Regions from separate parts of the Mus musculus genome. Here region 2 is linked to region 1. Evidence: chromatin contacts called from public capture Hi-C data. All regions are on one chromosome and are shown on one strand. Each heading gives the region's core, a stretch centred on a gene start, on an enhancer-like site or on the middle of the called end of the contact. The rest is flanking DNA. Distances are from core to core; before and after follow the strand shown.

Evidence for each region. Capture Hi-C pulls out chosen DNA fragments and counts their contacts.
Region 2: a contact with region 1 is called in a capture Hi-C map of macrophages, with 2.7 times the contacts expected there. The contact joins the promoter of Mybphl here to the promoter of Gstm5 in region 1. A contact is called at or near these places in 1 of 39 promoter capture datasets (pre-B cells), 1 of 115 datasets of contacts at active chromatin or transcription factors (pancreatic cancer cells) and 1 of 9 other capture datasets (macrophages).

Annotation. Positions count from the first base shown.
Region 1 is chr3:107,894,095-107,898,503 of GRCm38.p6, forward strand. Gstm5 (glutathione S-transferase, mu 5) reads left to right here and starts at 1,760. Exons shown (of 8, transcript NM_010360.2): 1 at 1,760-1,904; 2 at 2,204-2,279; 3 at 2,532-2,596; 4 at 3,194-3,275; 5 at 3,368-3,468; 6 at 3,873-3,968; 7 at 4,072-4,182; 8 at 4,357-4,409. The coding sequence starts at 1,860. It overlaps 4933431E20Rik (RIKEN cDNA 4933431E20 gene), which reads right to left and starts at 2,119. Exons shown (of 3, transcript NR_015459.1): 1 at 1,549-2,119; 2 at 1-134.
Region 2 is chr3:108,362,591-108,367,036 of GRCm38.p6, forward strand. Mybphl (myosin binding protein H-like) reads left to right here and starts at 2,321. Exons shown (of 9, transcript NM_026831.1): 1 at 2,321-2,554. The coding sequence starts at 2,407.

The sequences.
Region 1 (4,409 bases), core at 510-3,009:
CCAAGCACAGGGAGCCAGCAAAACTAATGTTTTAGGCCATCCTCAGTCTGCATCCTGGACCATCCAGGGAACTTGAGTGGTCCATCAATCTTCTCCAAGCTTCAATTCCTTGTTCTATAAACTGGGCAGAACACCTAATCACAAAGTTATTTAGCCTGAATTGGGATATATCATGAAACAAGTAGAATACTTAGACTACTCTAGAAGTTTTAGACTCGTGGCTCAAGTTAATTTGTTGCTGGCTTTTGTTTTCTTGGGAGGAATCAACCCAGGCATTATACAGTCACATGTCTCTGTACCATTTCTTCTTTATTTTAGAAAAATGTCCTTTTACAAAGTCTGAAGTTTGAGTCAGTTAAACTAACGGGGAGACATAATTTCCCACACCCAGACTTGGGGCTCCGGGAGGCCTGGTGTCTTAGTCAGGATTTCTATTCCTGCACAAACATCATGACCAAGAAGCAGTTGGGGAGGAAAGGGTTTATTCAGCTTACATTTCCACATTGCTGTTCATCACTGAAAGAAGTCAGGACTGGAACTCAAGCAGGTCAGGAAGCAGGAGCTGATGAAGAGGCCATGAAGGGCTGTTCCTTACTGGCTTGCTTCCCCTGGCTTGCTCAGCCTGCCCTCTTATAGAACCCAAGACACCCAGCCCAGGGATGGTCCCACCCGCAAGGGGCCTTTCCCCTTTTGTGCTGTTTTACTCCACAATATGCTTATCATTTTCCGACTAACTTGTGGATCCTGAGCATCAGAATGAGGTTACCTGGGGCTGGAGAGATGACTCAGCAGTTAAGAGCACCAACTGCTCTTCCAGAGGTCCTGAGTTCAATTCCCAGCAACCACAAGGTGGCTCACAACAGTCTATAGTGGGATCCAATGCCCTCTTCTGGTGTGACTGAAGAGAGAGAGCGACAGTATACTCACATATATAAAATGAATAAATAAATCTTTTTTAAAAGATGAGGTTACCCTTAGTGGAGTTGTGTTTTAAATGTAAGGTACTAAAACAAAAAAATAGAAGACATCTCAATAATTTTCATACTACATTCTGAAACAGTATATATTGGGCTACGTAAGTATACTATGGATTCATTGCCTCCTTAAAAAAAAAAAAACTAGAAGCAAACCATTTAAAAACAATCATATGTCTGTCTTGCATTATACTGCTAGTGAACATTATGATCTAGATCCTATACACTCCCCACAGAGCAGAGAGAAAACACTCACACCCTCTGTCTGTCTGGCTGTCCATACCCTTTGCAACCTGCCCCAAATGCTTAATGTTTTGACTCCTCCCATAAACCAGCCTAACTCGACAGCACCTGCTGTTTATCTTGCATAGCTATTTGTCACCTTTCGGTGTTTGCTCTACCCTCCTCTTTCCTGGAGTGTCCTTTGAGGCATTTCCAATGTGCATGACCTATCCTTTTTCACAGTGGACCTGTTTAGTGTCCCCAGCCTCCCTCAGTCTTCACAGAGCCATTTGTATCTTACATAGAAAATGTTTCTATCCCCAAAGTACCTTATACCTGAATCGTTTCCTACCTCGTAGTTTTATGTGCCAGCTCAACTGTGCAACATGACTCACGCTTCCCGGGTAACTAAGGTCCAGGCCCCCACTGCCAGAAGAGTAGATGAAGCATCAACAGCCCTGGGAGAAGTTCACACCGGAGGATTTCAGGAGCCGCAGCAGCTGCGCCTGCGCACCGCCCACTGACCACGCGGAGGGCGGGTGGAGCATAGAGCGAGAGAGGAGGAGACAGTTCGGTCGCGTCAGCCCGGCCCACAGCGTCCAGTATAAAGTTAGCCGCCCACAGTCCATCGCTGTATCCCCGAAGGGGCTAAGATCGCCCAAAATGTCATCCAAGTCTATGGTTCTGGGTTACTGGGATATCCGCGGGGTGAGTGGTCCCTCGCCAGCCCAGCCTCTGGGACAGAGAGGTGCAGGCGGCCGGGCGGGGGTCAGGGGCCGGTGGGCCGATCTCCAGCCTACCTATGGGGTCCCCAGGACTGTGGGTAGAGGAATAAGGTACTGGAAGTTCCCGGGCGTGAGCGAAGGGGCTGCCTAAGGACAATTTCCCTGGACAGGACGCAGGAGCTTGGCAGCGTTGGGTTGGGGACATTGACGGAGGGGGCCTGCGAGCAAGTGGGCACTGCGCAGGCGCGCTGACCGGGGTCTTTCTCCATCCCCTGCTTTTAGCTGGCTCATGCTATCCGCATGCTTCTGGAGTTTACTGATACCAGCTATGAGGAGAAACGGTACATCTGTGGGGAAGGTAATGAATGTCTGTGGGTGCGCTACAGTTGTTTTTTACCCAGAGGGTTGTACCACACCAAGATGGTGTGGGACCCCCTGCTCCTGTAAGCTGGGAACTTTGCCAAGAGAGGCCCATAGAGTTATCTCTTGCTGTTCAGGCCCATCTTTGCAGAAACTCAAGGGTTAGTTTTTGGGGATTGGGAACTTGAGATAACAGGTCTAAGTCTCAGCTAGGTCGGTAACGGGCTTGGGTCCCACTTCTCTCTTACAGCTCCTGACTATGATAGAAGCCAATGGCTGGACGTGAAATTCAAGCTAGATCTGGACTTTCCTAACGTAGGTGGTTTTGGAGGAGTGGGCAGAAGGGAAGGCCTTCAAGTGTATCTGTTTTCACTTCATCTCTGGCTTGGGAGCATCTAGATAGAGACTCTTCACGTTTATAGAATGGATAGAATTCAAGGGTCATTGAACAGAACTGAGAATAACATTTTATTTCCTACTAACGTCTGAGAAACACTAATATTCTCCTCTTAAAGGCAGGCTATAAGAGACATGAGTTGATAGCCAGGTCTGTGACTTTATCACTGATAGATTCCAGGTATTTTCATGGTATCCTAAATGTATCCTCATGTGTCCTGGTTGTTAAAACACCTATTTTTTTTTTAAATGTATCCATAATCACCCTACTTTTACATACTTTAAGGTATAAAATATTTACATTTTGCTTTTTAAACGTCTATATGCCACACATACATTCACAGTGACACACAGGATTAAGCACCCTTGTCTAGAGTCAGGTGAGGACCCAGTGCTACTTTCTATTTATTTAGTTATTTCTCCTGGCTTCTACTCTCACACACCTTGCAAGTCTTCTCTTTTCCAGAGGAGTGGCGGTCCTGGAGGACTAGGTTCACATTAACTTTCCCCTTCTAGCTGCCCTACCTCATGGACGGGAAGAACAAGATCACCCAGAGTAACGCCATCCTGAGATACATCGCACGCAAGCACAACATGTGTGAGTGGGCTGAAGGGGATAGGAGGGAGGAGGCAGTTGGCTCACCTGGAGGTTGGCAATCCTGAGGGTGATTTGTTGCCATCTGGCTGCAGGTGGTGACACTGAAGAAGAAAAGATACGAGTAGACATCATGGAGAACCAGATCATGGACTTCCGCATGCAGCTGGTTCGCCTCTGCTACAATTCTAACCACGTAAGTTTCCTCATCTGGAATCACCTTTGTTGGGTTTCAGGCCAAAGTGCTAAGGATTATTCTGCTCGCTTCTATGGTTGCCATCTTTCTATCAACCCAAACTGGAAGGATTAGAAACAGACTCTATTTTTTGGTGTGGTTTGTCCTGTAAGTCTGGTGTTAGCTCCTCCTCCTTTCCAAAGCCCCAGCTCTCCATCCTGCCTTCTCCAATTAAAGGCAGAAAGAAGCTGCCTAGAGTGTGTCCATCACTGGTCCAGGCCCTGACTATAGCTATTGGGGGAAGGGGCCAGTGTGTGTAGAAGTCCAAAGACTTCTACATTAATGTGGGACCTGGGAATCAAACTCTATTCACCCCCATTGAGCCATGTGTTGACCCAACAATAGCTATTGCTTTTCTTTCCTAGGAAAACCTGAAGCCTCAGTACTTGGAACAGCTACCTGCACAGCTGAAACAATTCTCATTGTTCCTGGGGAAATTCACATGGTTTGCAGGAGAAAAGGTAGGGAGAAGGCACAGGGAGAGGCTGCCTGCCTGCCTGTCTATCTCTGCAGGTATTGGTGAGTTCCTTAGGCATGACACTTCATTGTCCTCATTCTTTCTAGCTGACCTTTGTGGATTTTCTCACCTATGATGTCTTGGATCAGAACCGTATATTTGAGCCCAAGTGTCTGGATGAGTTCCCAAACCTGAAGGCTTTCATGTGCCGTTTTGAGGTGATGTTCACTACCCCTTTCTCAAAGCACTATGCACAGGCTCCCCTATGGCCTGTAGGCCCCATTGTGCTTGCCCAACAGCAGCAGAGATCAGTGGAGTCAGACAGCATGTTTGCTGTGAGTCTGCTGGGCTGGGTCAGGGTCCTAATAAGACCTGGTATGCTTTTTCTTCAGGCTTTGGAGAAGATTGCTGCATTCCTGCAGTCTGACCGCTTCTTCAAGATGCC
Region 2 (4,446 bases), core at 1,071-3,570, 470 kb after region 1:
GCACACAGGACAGTTCCTGGACCTCAATGGCTAGCCTAGCCTGATCAAAACGCCCCAGGTCAAAGTAGGACACCTCTCAAAAGCAATATGGGGGGACCCTTGGGGGTCTCAGAGACTGAACCGCTAGCCAAAGAGAATGCACTAGCCAAAGGACCTAGGCCTCCTGCACATATATAGCAGATGTGCAACTCTTTCTGCAGTGAGTGCCGAACAACTAGAACATGGGCTGTCCCTAAAGCTGTTGCCTGTCTGTGGAATCCATTCTTCTAGCTTGGCTGCCTTCCTTGTCTGTCCTGAGTGGGAGAGGATACACCTAGCCCCACAGAGACTTGATGTGCCTGGCAGGGGTGTGGGGGAGGGGAAAGGTGGGGGTGGATACCTGGGTGGGGCTCCACTCTCTCAGAGAAGGGGAAAAGGGATGGGAGGAGGAACTGTGGGAGGGTGGACAACAGTCAGGATGTAAAGTGAATAAATGAATGAATGAATGAATGAATGAATGAAGAAATAAGGAGGAAGCCGGGCGTGGTGGTACACGCCTTTGATCCCAGCACTCGGGAGGCAGAGGCAGGCAGATTTCTGAGTTCAAGGCCAGCCTGGTCTACAAAGTGAGTTCCAGAACAGCCAGGACTACACAGAGAAACCCTGTCTCGAAAAACCAAAAAAAAAAGGAGGAGTATATAGGAGTATATATATGGGGCTGATAAGATGGGTCATTGGCTCAAGATGACTGCCACCAACCCTGGCTATCTGAGTCTAATCCTTGGGACCCACATGGTGGAAGGAGAGAACTGACTTTGGAAAGATGTCCTCTGACCTTCAAATATGTGCTAGAGCTCCAAGTTTGATTCCAAGCATCCTGTGGAGGCTCACTTTGTCCCAGAAGATCCAATTCCCTCCTCTGGCCTTCATTGGCACCAGGAATGGACATGATGCATGGATATACATTTTTTAAAAAGCAAAAATGGTTAGATAAATACAGTTAGGAAGGGGGGGCTATGATAAGAAATCCTACAATTTGGGTGGAGGGTCCAATGTGGAGTGGCTCTGGATGAGCACGGCAGTCAGCTGGGGACACTCGGGTTTAGCCAGTGCTGACTGTGGGCTGGCCCTTGGATCCTAGGCACAGTCCTGGCATCAGCACCCCCAGTTACACAGACCTGAGGTTCAGAGCCATCAGCTGGTGGCTGAATGGTACAGCCAAATGTCACACATCCCTGTCTCTGGGGAGCTTCCTCCCCTGTGAGGCTGCCTCGCACTTCATTTGTGCTTTATCTCATAGGAAGAGAGCCATTGACAGCTTTCAAAGGGGGAAATGCCAGCCTGACCTAAAAATAGCTTCCATTTATCCAGCACTTAGTCAGCTACATTCTGCTAAGCACTTTCCAGAGATTACCTCTTTTAATCCTCACAACAACCCTATGGTTATTATCTCCATCTCACAAATGAAACCCAATTTATGAGATGCTGGGGGTGTTAGGTGTAGCTCAGTGGCATTGTAGTAGAGGACTTGTCTAGCAAGCACAAGGCCCCGGGTTCAAGCCCCAATGCGTGTGCATGGGAGTGTACACACACACAACACACACACCATACAAATACACACACACCCATACACACTCACACACATGGGGGCGGGGTCCTCCTAGTACACACATACACACATACACAGACATACACACATACCATATACACACACGGGGGGGGGTGTCCTAGTACACATAGACACGCATACACAGACGCACACACAGGGTGGAGGGGAGAAAAACTCCAGTACACACACACACAGAGGGGCCGAGAGATCATGGGGTATCACTAGTCACATAGCAAGCTGATGACAGAGCTCATGTGTCACTAACTAGTCTGGCAACAGGGGACTGACTGTCCCCACTTCTCCCCAACCCTCCCCTGCCCTTGGGGCTGGGACAGCAAACAGAGGTCCCCATGAAGGCCAAGGTATAGAGACCAGCTCTTCAATGACCTACTGTTCAACAAGTGTGGCAAGAGCTAACGGTGTGCCTGAGAATTCACTGCTCTTCGGACCTTACGCCCTGTTGAATGAGCTGGAGGTCAGAAGCAGAGATGCCAGCAGCTCAGGCCTCCCTCAAAGCCAGAAGTCCCTCTCATATACTCTGCTCACACTCTCCCCTCCCTCCTAATGCTGTAGGGTGTCATCTCACTCACAAGATAACAGGGCCACCTCAGCCCTCCTCCCGCGGCTATTCTGGGCAGCTCTCTGATCCTCCTCTTCTCCTGGCCCCTACTTCTCCCTTCAGTGGGAGTAGTGGGTGGGGAAAAGCCAGCCCACTTACATAAGCCTGTGGCTGTGACCCCAGGGAGACCAGCCTGGACAGCAGGTGCACAGCCCCTCCCTCACCAGCAACAAAGAAAATTTTCAGCTAGACCCCAGGCATGGAGACAGCCACCACACTGGAGATAGCCTCATGCTCCCAGCGGCAGGTAGAAGCAGCTGCTGACCCAGCGGATGCTAAAGGACCCCGGACTTCACATCAACAGGAGGCAGGCAGCCCTTCTCTGCAGCTCCTGCCCTCTATTGAAGGTGATCTGTGGCAGTCTGTAAGGGTGGGGATGCTGAGTGGTGTGGGAGAGGGGAACTTCCTACTGCTCTGAATATACCCTTAGGGGTCGCCCCCACCCCTGTGCATAAGCTTTAATAACTTTAGGGAACTTCTAGTTAGGATAATGCAGAAATATTCTGGGAGCCCTTACTTCCCTCTCAAATTGCGCCTTGCTACTCAAATGTCTCTGTTGTAATTTTATTCTTTAGCTGAGAAGTCAGTGTTTGTGGCACTTTATAGTGACCAGCAGTGATCTGTTTATATTTTCACCATCAAAAACAGTCACAGGTCCTGGAGGATCCAGTAGAATAAATAACCCATTGGGAAGGGAACGGAGGAGAGTGGCCATTTGTAGAGGTAAAGAGTGATTAAAACTGTTGGCTATGAGGAGGTTGAACATCTTGGACAGCATGATACCCGGCCTCTGCCTGGGTCATGCCGCAGCATCAGGGCCTACCCTAACACCCCACCCTGGCTCACTGGCCAAGGCCTCTCAAAGTCAGAGCTCTGAGGAAGAAGAGCCTTTCAGGGAAAAGCGCTCCATTTCCAGTTTCCAGGTGAGAGTATGTGGTGCCTACCCCAGCCCCATCATCCTGCCACCTGCCCCAGTACCACCTGTCACCACCACAGCTTACCTGGGCAATTGTGTGTGTCTCCACTATACGTGGGTTTGCAAACCCAGGGGAGAGATGGGAGATAGCTCTTCCCTTCTTTGTGATGGTCTTTAGCAGCCCTGTGGCTGTGCTAAACATTTAGCCCAACAAAGTCCTAGCGTTATAACCCCTTAATTTTGCAGAAGATTTGAAAACCACACACAGGAGAAGTCCATGAACTCCTGGAAAGGAAAGAGGTAGGAGAAAAATAGACGGTGTAGGCTGGCAGGCAACACCCCAGGCTCCTTTCTGGGAGTGACGCTAACAGCACAGTGACCTTGAACAAATCAATTCAACTGCTCCACTTTAGTTTCTTCTCTGTAAAATGACTTTAAACATCTCCCAGGAAGGTCAGTTAGAAGGATGGCTGATCAGCACTGTAAGAGGCTAAAGCAACATGGGAATATTTCCAAGAAGGAGATGACAAGACAACCAAGTTCTTTCTCCAACTAGGACCCAAAAGCACAACTGTCCACTCCTTACCCTAAAGAAGATCCTTTGGTTTTTTTTTTTTTTTTTTTTTTTCTTTTTTTTTTTTTTCGAGACAGGGTTTCTCTTTATAGCCCTGGCTGTCCTGGAACTCACTCTGTAGACCAGGCTGGCCTCGAACTCAGAAATTCGCCTGCCTCTGCCTCCCGAGTGCTGGGATTAAAGGCGTGCGCCACCACGCCCGGCCCTAAAGAAGATCCTAATGGAGCTGCCTGAATGTCGAGAGCTGGTGGGTTTATGCCATTGAGATAGGAGAGCTGTTGTGATGTTGTGAGCATCCTAAGATGAGACCGCAGAGACAGAAACCCAGTTTCTTCTCCTGAAAGGCCAAGAGGGTGTGAAAAGCCAGTGCCACTAACTCCCAGCTCTGAAGTGAGTGGCATCCACTTCAACCATGCTATCAGAGAAGGGTCAGGACATCTCTGAGCCTTCATTCTCCTCTGCTTAAAGCATGGGGCGCTTTGGCAATTTCAGGCTCCAGGTCCCAGCCAGAAGCCCCAGCCTCCCACATACAACTCCATGTACTGTGGGCCTCAGGGCTACAGCTAAGTGGCAGTAATAATATCCTTTGACACATTGCAAAATCGGTGTGCATCTATTAGCTTCTTGAAAGACTGATGGTGCGAGTTCAAATCTCAGCTCTATCCTGCTAGCCACCAGAGAAGAATCAGGACATTTCTCTGAGCCCTCATCTCCTCTGTAAATTTGGAGAGCTGAACGTGAGCAATGTC